2 separate regions of the Sus scrofa genome follow, and region 2 is linked to region 1. Evidence: chromatin contacts called from public HiChIP or PLAC-seq data. All regions are on one chromosome and are shown on one strand. Each heading gives the region's core, a stretch centred on a gene start, on an enhancer-like site or on the middle of the called end of the contact. The rest is flanking DNA. Distances are from core to core; before and after follow the strand shown. Region 1 holds the start of RBM4 (RNA binding motif protein 4). Region 2 holds the start of CCS (copper chaperone for superoxide dismutase).

The links. HiChIP or PLAC-seq counts read pairs in DNA pulled down with a chosen protein or histone mark.
Region 2: an H3K27ac HiChIP or PLAC-seq map of skeletal muscle shows a contact between it and region 1. The contact joins the promoter of CCS here to the promoter of RBM4 in region 1. A contact is called at or near these places in 4 of 47 Hi-C or Micro-C datasets (embryonic fibroblasts, epiblast stem cells, heart right ventricle and 1 more) and 2 of 2 datasets of contacts at active chromatin or transcription factors (alveolar macrophages and skeletal muscle).

What each region holds. Positions count from the first base shown.
Region 1 is chr2:5,781,460-5,785,169 of Sscrofa11.1, forward strand. RBM4 (RNA binding motif protein 4) reads right to left here and starts at 1,721. Exons shown (of 2, transcript NM_001123187.1): 1 at 1,310-1,721. The coding sequence starts at 1,721.
Region 2 is chr2:5,831,527-5,835,236 of Sscrofa11.1, forward strand. It overlaps CCS (copper chaperone for superoxide dismutase), which reads right to left and starts at 1,737. Exons shown (of 8, transcript NM_001001866.1): 1 at 1,696-1,737; 2 at 1,280-1,352. The coding sequence starts at 1,734. CCDC87 (coiled-coil domain-containing protein 87) reads left to right here and starts at 1,905. Exons shown (of 1, transcript XM_003480670.4): 1 at 1,905-3,710. The coding sequence starts at 1,996.

The DNA of each region.
Region 1 (3,710 bases), core at 471-2,970:
TGTCCAAAAATTAGATATCATAAACTCTCCACAAAGCAGCCCTTGCTCCCAATTAAGTTGTTGACGCAAACTAATTCTCAACTTACCAATTAAAAAAGAAAAACAAACTAGACCTGAGAGACCTGTGACATTATTTCTTAGCAAAGCACAGCCAATACCCATGACACAGGGCACCCATTAACTTAAGAGAATGATGATCAGACTTCCAGGTCTAAGAAGGTTCAAGTTAAGAGAAGTAAATACCAAAGATGGCAGCAATGACTCTTAACAATTGAGTGTTGCTCAGGAGAAGGAGCAGCCACTGCCTTGTCTGGGCTAAAAAAAATATGTTAAAAATGTAACAAGGCATTGTGGGAATACCCCAAAATTTAGTAGTAGTTACACCAAAAGAGAAAGGCTTTTTTGACACTGGAAATCCAAAGTGAGTGAAAGAAGAGTTAGCAACTCACCATGGTTACCACCCCCTTCACTACTGCCACTCTGGCCATAGGAACTTCGATCTTAAAGCAAGAAAATAAAATACCTTCCAAATGAACTATCTATCCATAGTATCACTCATGCTCCCTTCCAGGCACACTAATAATTCATCTAACAAGGCTCCAAGACAACACCCATCCAAATGCTCTATTCACCAAGGATATTGAACCAGTCAAAAGGTATTGTCATCACTGCCCCCCAACTCAGAAACTCCTGAGATTAGCCTCAATTCTAAAGTGTTCTCATCCTCCAATCAGAACCTCTTAGTACAAGTGTAACAGAAAAACAGTAAGTACTATAGCTCTTAAAGACACTAGTTCTCTAAAAACTAGTTTAACAACTAATTACATTTACTGGGAAGCTGTAATTGGGATGAGGTGGGGAGTTTAACAGATAATCTTAACTCTTAAATAACATCGCTTAAGCCAGCTTTTGCCAGGTCCTCCAAATGCAAAATAACATGTGCTAAAGCAATAAATTTCAGAGTGGACCACTGCTATACGCTCCACTCAAAAAAAAAAAAAAAAAAAAAAAAAGACGACGACAAAACAACTAAAGAACTCTTCAGAGAAAAGGATTTCTGCACTAATAGGCATAAAAGCCTAGGGGCTCCAAACTATAGCCAAGTGGTTCTTCTCCTAGACTTGATTTGCTCTAAGTAAAGCCTCTAAACCACATGCTTTCTCCATTTTAAGTCCATCACCCACACTTAATCTTCACCATTAGCCTGCCAACAGCTGTATCTCTATCCTAGACCTCTTCCTTTACTTATCCAACCTATCTTCTACACAAAAACTTGTGCTCAGTCCTCTTCCCAAAGAGGGTGGTTCACCTTGAAACTCTGTGTTGTCAAGGCCTCTGATGGCCTCCACTGCATCCTCTGCCCGCTCCATGTGTACGAAGGCATAATCTTTCACGATGTCACATTCGATGACTGGACCGTACTCCTCAAATTTGGCCCGAAGCTCTTTGTTGGTGCAAGTAGGACTGATGTTGCCTACGTGCAACTTTGTGGAGGTTTTGCTCTTATTCTTGCTGGCTTCCACGTTGATGTTCACCCCGTGCAGCTTGTAGTGGTGCAGGTTGCGAATGGCATCCTCGGCCGCCGTCTTGTCCTCTATGTGTACAAAGCCGTAGTTCTTAATGATGTCACATTCCAGCACCTTCCCATACTGCTCGAACAGTGAGCGGATCTCCTGCTCTGTGGCCTCCCGGGGCAGGTTTCCAATGAACAGCTTCACCATCTCGGACACAGCCTAGGCGAGAAGAAACAAAAATTCTAACAAAAGACCTCAGGCCCACATCAGTTACCAATTTCGGTCTGACAAATATTGCCAGTTTTCCCCCTCTAACACACTTCACACGCACACCTCTACAACATCATCAAAAGGAAATGGAAATAAGGAGGCCCGTTAGACTTCCAGCTGTGGAACCTATAAAAACATGAAAGCATCTATAACAGAGCTCTTTAGTAGACATAGACAAAGGATTTGCTAAGAGTTTCGTAGTTCTTCCAAACGGGAATGGAAACGAAAAGTGAGGGCATAAATGTAGCCCGGGGGGGTGGTGTTACTGGGCTTCCTATCCACTGTAAAAAAGAAATCTCTAACTACCCTGCTAGCTGGATTGACCGTCTGAAATTATGAACTGGGTCGTCTTCTCATAACCAAAGAATTAGCCACCATTTCCGGAAAATTGGACCTTGTAATAGCTACGTTTTAGGGCTTCCCTTGGAAGCAGTGAACCGGTGCCTTAGGCCGGAGACCGAAGCGTTCGGGGACCACAGGAAGTGCTGGAGCGGGGAACGCCTCTCTAGGGGCGCCGTCCTACAAGCTCCTGCAGAATAGAGAAACGCATGGCCGGAGAAGGGGGCTTCAGACTCACCAGCCGGCCAACGTCTCGAGGCTTGAGAAATTCTCGAAAAAGGATCTTAATTTCTAAGTCTAAGGGAAGCGCGGTTATCTCCGTGGAAACCACGAGGCTGTAAGCCAGGCAGAGAGGGCTAGGTGGGGAGAAGGCAAGGTATTCTCTGAGGAGATCGTGGGGGAAGGGCTGCTTCAGGCTTACCGCGCAATGCCGAGCACCGAGGTCGTCTCTCAGTGACGGGTGCGGAGGCCACAACCCCACTAGGACAGCCCTGAGGCGCAAAGAAGGAGTTAAGATTTAACGAGACAAAAGAAAGGCAGTGGAGGGGTTCGGAGTCGCTCACCCGCACGAAAATCAGCAGGGGCTCTTCCTCGCGGCGCGGACGCTCCTGACAAAACGCTAAAATGGCGGCGGCCGCAGAAGTGACTCTGGGTAGAGGGAGGTGAGCCTATCACAGGATTGGCTGCTCAATAAAGTAAAAGGCAGGCGTTCCCGTAGATCCTCTTCCTGATTGGTTACCACGAATGCCAATTACCTGAGGCCGGGAAGAGGTGTAAACGTCAGTAACCCCGAAGCGTTTAGACGAAAGCCAATGAGCACCTCTCTCGAGAAGCCGAAGTCATTGATTGGGTGAGAGGTCGGCGTGAAGGCGGAACTACCAACGTGGGCTTCGCTGGCGGGGTTCCGCCCGCCATTAGGCGGAGCGAGTTAGAGCTCTGGTGTGGCGGTGTTTAGCTTCATGGCGCCAACTTTGTCAAGCTTCCACATCTCGCCAATCCACGTGCGCTCCGTTTTGCCTTCTCCTCCAAATTTAAACTCCCGAACACCAACCCCTTGCAGCCACGATGCTGCGGATGGTAGCTTACGCAGACCCAGAAACCAGGTAAGAAAACAGCGTCCCACCTAAAAAAACCAGCCTCCTCCTTTGGCCAAGAATTTACACCGGATCCCGGAGCAAACCCCGAATTGAAACTATTTTCATGGGTGGTAAAAGGAACGCTTAACGGGTTCAGCTTCAATTAGGGTATAAAGTCCCCGAGGCGGGCTCGGTTGAGGGCTGCATCACTCGGGAGGCACCGTGGAAGCAAGTTCCCTGGGGGAACCAACCTCCCAGGGTCCAAGACGAAGAAAAGACTCCTCTGTGTGACCGTGGAGATCGAGCAAACACCCCCACCCTGCCCTGAGGAAAAAACTGGAGCAGAAAAGTTTTTTGCTTTATTTTATTGGGCGCCATCAACCAAAGCTGTAGGTTTATAACTCCTAGAACCGATCTTAGAGGGAAGAGCCTAATCACAACCAGCTATAAGCAAAATACAGTAACAGCACTCTGGATCCAGAGTCCAGCTTCCCTTATCACTTTTCAAATC
Region 2 (3,710 bases), core at 487-2,986, 50 kb after region 1:
GAGGGGATTTGAACCCAAAACAGTCTGACTTTGGAGCACACGCCGCCTAATACTGATGACACACTGCCGCCTCGCACAGAGCCAAGTGCCACCGCTGTCCTCAGAGCCCATCACATCTCATCTCCTGCTCTTCACAGCACAAAGCCTGTGTGTTCATCTTCCCTGAGGGCAGGGGCTGTGCCTGAAACACCTGTCAACCCTCCTCCCTTAGAAGCCCCCAGTATCTGGTCTATACCTGCTGAAGGACTAGATAAATCTTTTTTTTTTTTTTTTGTATTTTTGCCATTTCTTGGGCCACTCCCATGGCATATGGAGATTCCCAGGCTAGGGGTCGAATCGGAGCTGTAGCCGCCAGCCTACACCAGAGACACAGCAACGCGGATCCGAGCCGCATCTGCGACCTACACCACAGCTCACGGCAACGCCGGATCCTTAACCCACTGAGCAAGGGCAGGGACAGAACCCACAACCTCATGGTTCCTAGTTGGATTCGTTAACCACTGAGCCACGATGGGAGCTCCAGGACTGGATAAATCTTTAAGAGAATCAAAGGCAGGCAGTTTCCAGGGCCATGCTGGTGGCTCTGCCTTCACAGATCTTTCCAACTGTGCCAAGTAGACACCAGACCAGTTAGCTGGCTTTTAAGAATCAGAGCCACCTGGAATGGAACATGGCCAGGGCAGCTGTTTACTCTGTCAAGAACTCGCTGTTGGAGTTCCTGTCGTGACTCAGCAGAAACGAATCTGACTGGCATCCTTAGGGACAAAGGTTCGATCCATGGCCTCGATCAGTGGGTTGAGGATCCAGTGTTGTCATGGGCTGTGGTATAGGTTGCAGATCTGGTGTTGCTATGGCTGTGGTTGTGGTGTAGGCTACAGCTCCAATTCGACCCCTACCCTTGCATGGGGACCTCCATATGCCGCAGGTGCAGCCCACAAAAGGAAAAAAAAAAAAAAAATCACGCTGTTTCTCAAACAAGAACTGCCTGTTTTCCAGGGAACATCCCCTGCAGGGGGCTATGCTCTGTCTACCTCCTCACTCTCCAGGTACCTGAGGTTTAAGACACCAGTGGGGCAGCCAATTAGAGGCAGTAGAAGAATCTGGCTGGGCAAGCCTGAGCCCTGCACTCCAGCCTCCGCCTCTGGTTCTCTGAAAACACTCTCTCCCCAGGCTTCAATTTCTGTATCTGTAAATGGGAGTAGGGTTGGTCTAAGAGAGCTTCCTGTCCCTCCCAGAGGCCTCCAGACTGGAAGAAAAGTTTTTCGGATCTGGCTCTTACCAGCCACCCCTTGCAGGCTCCTGCTCACCGCGTCCACACAGCTCTGACAGGTCATCTGCACCGCGAACTCTAACTGCAAAGGTAGCAGGAACGGGTCGATAAGAGCTGGGAAATTCCTTCTTGCGTGATTTTGTTTCACTATCTCCCCTATGACCACCCCCAAAGGCCTGGAGTAACGGCGCCCCACGTGATTCCTCCTCAAGCTCCTTCATTATCACTCACGATCATTTCAGGACCAACACCCACCCCCCAACATTAACGCCAAGGGCTCTGTTGGTCTCACATTCCAGTTTCGAGCTGGGGCCCCAGGCCCCAACCCAGGCGTCCGCTCCTTCCCCCATTCTCAAGTTAACGATCACCCCAGACGCCGAGGCTCTGTGCTCTGCGAGGTCCCCACACGAGGCCTCGACCCTCACCATGCAGGCAGTCTCGCGGTCCCTCGAGTCCGATGCCATCCTGGACCCAGGCACCTGCCGAAGGACCCGTTCTGTCCGGGTCGGCAGGCACCAACCCAGAACAGCGCCGCGGGGAGGCGGAGCCCGGGAAGACGCTCCTCGCCCCGCCTCCTGGTGCGCACGCAAACAAGGCACCGCGCCTCCCCACCCACCACCAGGCTGCGGCGGGCATGGGCCGCGCAGGCGCACTTGGGCATCCGGGCCATCGTTGCCTCAGCAACCGCCAGCTCCGCCTGCCGGGCCCGGGATGCCAGCCCTGAGATGGAGCCCAATAAGCCGGAGCCAGAGCTCCAGAGGTTTTACCACAAGTTGCTGCGTCCGCTGTCGCTCTTCCCCCGCAGGGCGACGCACACAGAGTCTGAGAAGCGCCTCCCGAAGGAGGTCCCCATGCTGCTGCCCCTGCCCTTCTCCCGACTGACCGTGGCGTCCCTCTGCCGCCAGGTAACGGAGCGGCTGGCCAGCAGCGGGCTGGAGGCGCGCGCGCCTGCGAAGGTACGACTCTGTTTCACCCAGGTCATCCTGGACGAGCTAAAATGCAGCTGGCAGGAGCCCCCCGCGGAACCTGGTCTGAGCCACTTGGACAATCAGAGGCTGCGGAAGCGGCTCCTGGTCTACGTGCTGCTCAGCAGCGAGCTGCTCTTCGTACGCTCCCTGCACCTTCAGAAGATGCTGTCGACACCTGCAAGTGTCTTCACTGAATCAGCCACGCTCACCCGGTTGGCCGCCAGCCTCGCCAGGGAATGCACAATCTTCCTCACCAGCCCCGACGTCTACCGTGGGCTGCTCGCTGACTTCCGCGCCCTGTTGAAGGAAGAGCAGGCCCAAGCCCGCAGGTCCAGGCTGCGCCCGGGCGGCTCCCCTGAGGCTTTCAGGCTCTGCCCTATCCCGTGGTATGAGAGCCCTAGCTTTGCCCAAGTGCCGAATTTCAACCTCAGCCTGAACGATCTCATCCAGCTCAGCCGCCCGCGAGAGTCTGTCAGTGAGCCTGAACTGGATCCGGTAAAGGAACTGAAGTCCATTCCCCAGCTGAAGAAGAGGAAGCCTCTCCGCTGGCTGTCCTCCGTGCAGAAGAAGAGAGAAAGCAACTTGGGTTCTCCACAGCCTGCGTCCCTGCCTGCGTGCTCTGCGGCTCCCCCCAGCCGGACTCCCGCCCCCTCCCACTTGCCCCTCTCCTTCCAGCTCCAGAGGGGCCAGTCCTTGCCCTCCCTACGTGAGGGCTGGAAGCTAGCAGATGAGTTGGGTCTTCCTCCGCCCTCTCCTCGACCCTTAACCCCGCTGGTCCTGGTTGCAGAGAGCAAACCTGAGCTGGCAGGGGACACAGTGGCTGAGGACCTGAAGCAGATAATGAGGAACATGGAATTGCATCGGACCCGCTGCTCACTGGTGGACTCAGGCCTGCCCCCGCTCCTGGGGGCCCTGACCTACCGCCCTCGCCCAGGACACCACATGGAAGAGCTGCAGAGAATGTTGAAGGGTCTGGAGGAGAATGAAGCGGCTGGGCAGCGCCCCCCCACGCCCCCTCCACTTGAAGCACAACCGGTGACTGTTACTTTGAAGCTAAGAAATCAGGTGGTCCAGGCAGCCGCTGTACAGGTCTCGGGGCGAAACTTTGTGGATTCCTTCCACGTTGACGGGGCCGGAGTCTTGTACAACCACTTGACTGGCGAGCTGGAACCCAGACTTGTCGAGGAAATGGATGTGGACCTCTCTGTCGGCAGTAGCATCAGGGAGATTTACAAGGAGCTGATGAGCCGTGTCTCCAAAGACCACTTCTCTTTCGACCAGGGGCCCCTGGTGGAGCCTGCAGCCATTCAAGACTGGTCGGCCTTCCTGTCCTCAGCCTTTCTAAATCAAGAAAAACAGCGTCGCAGCATCAACACCGAGCTGGCTGGGCTTTATCCCCAGGGAGCCAACACCTTACAGCACCCCCCGGATAAGATGGCCTCCCTCCTGTCACTGCAAGCAGGAAAGAGCTG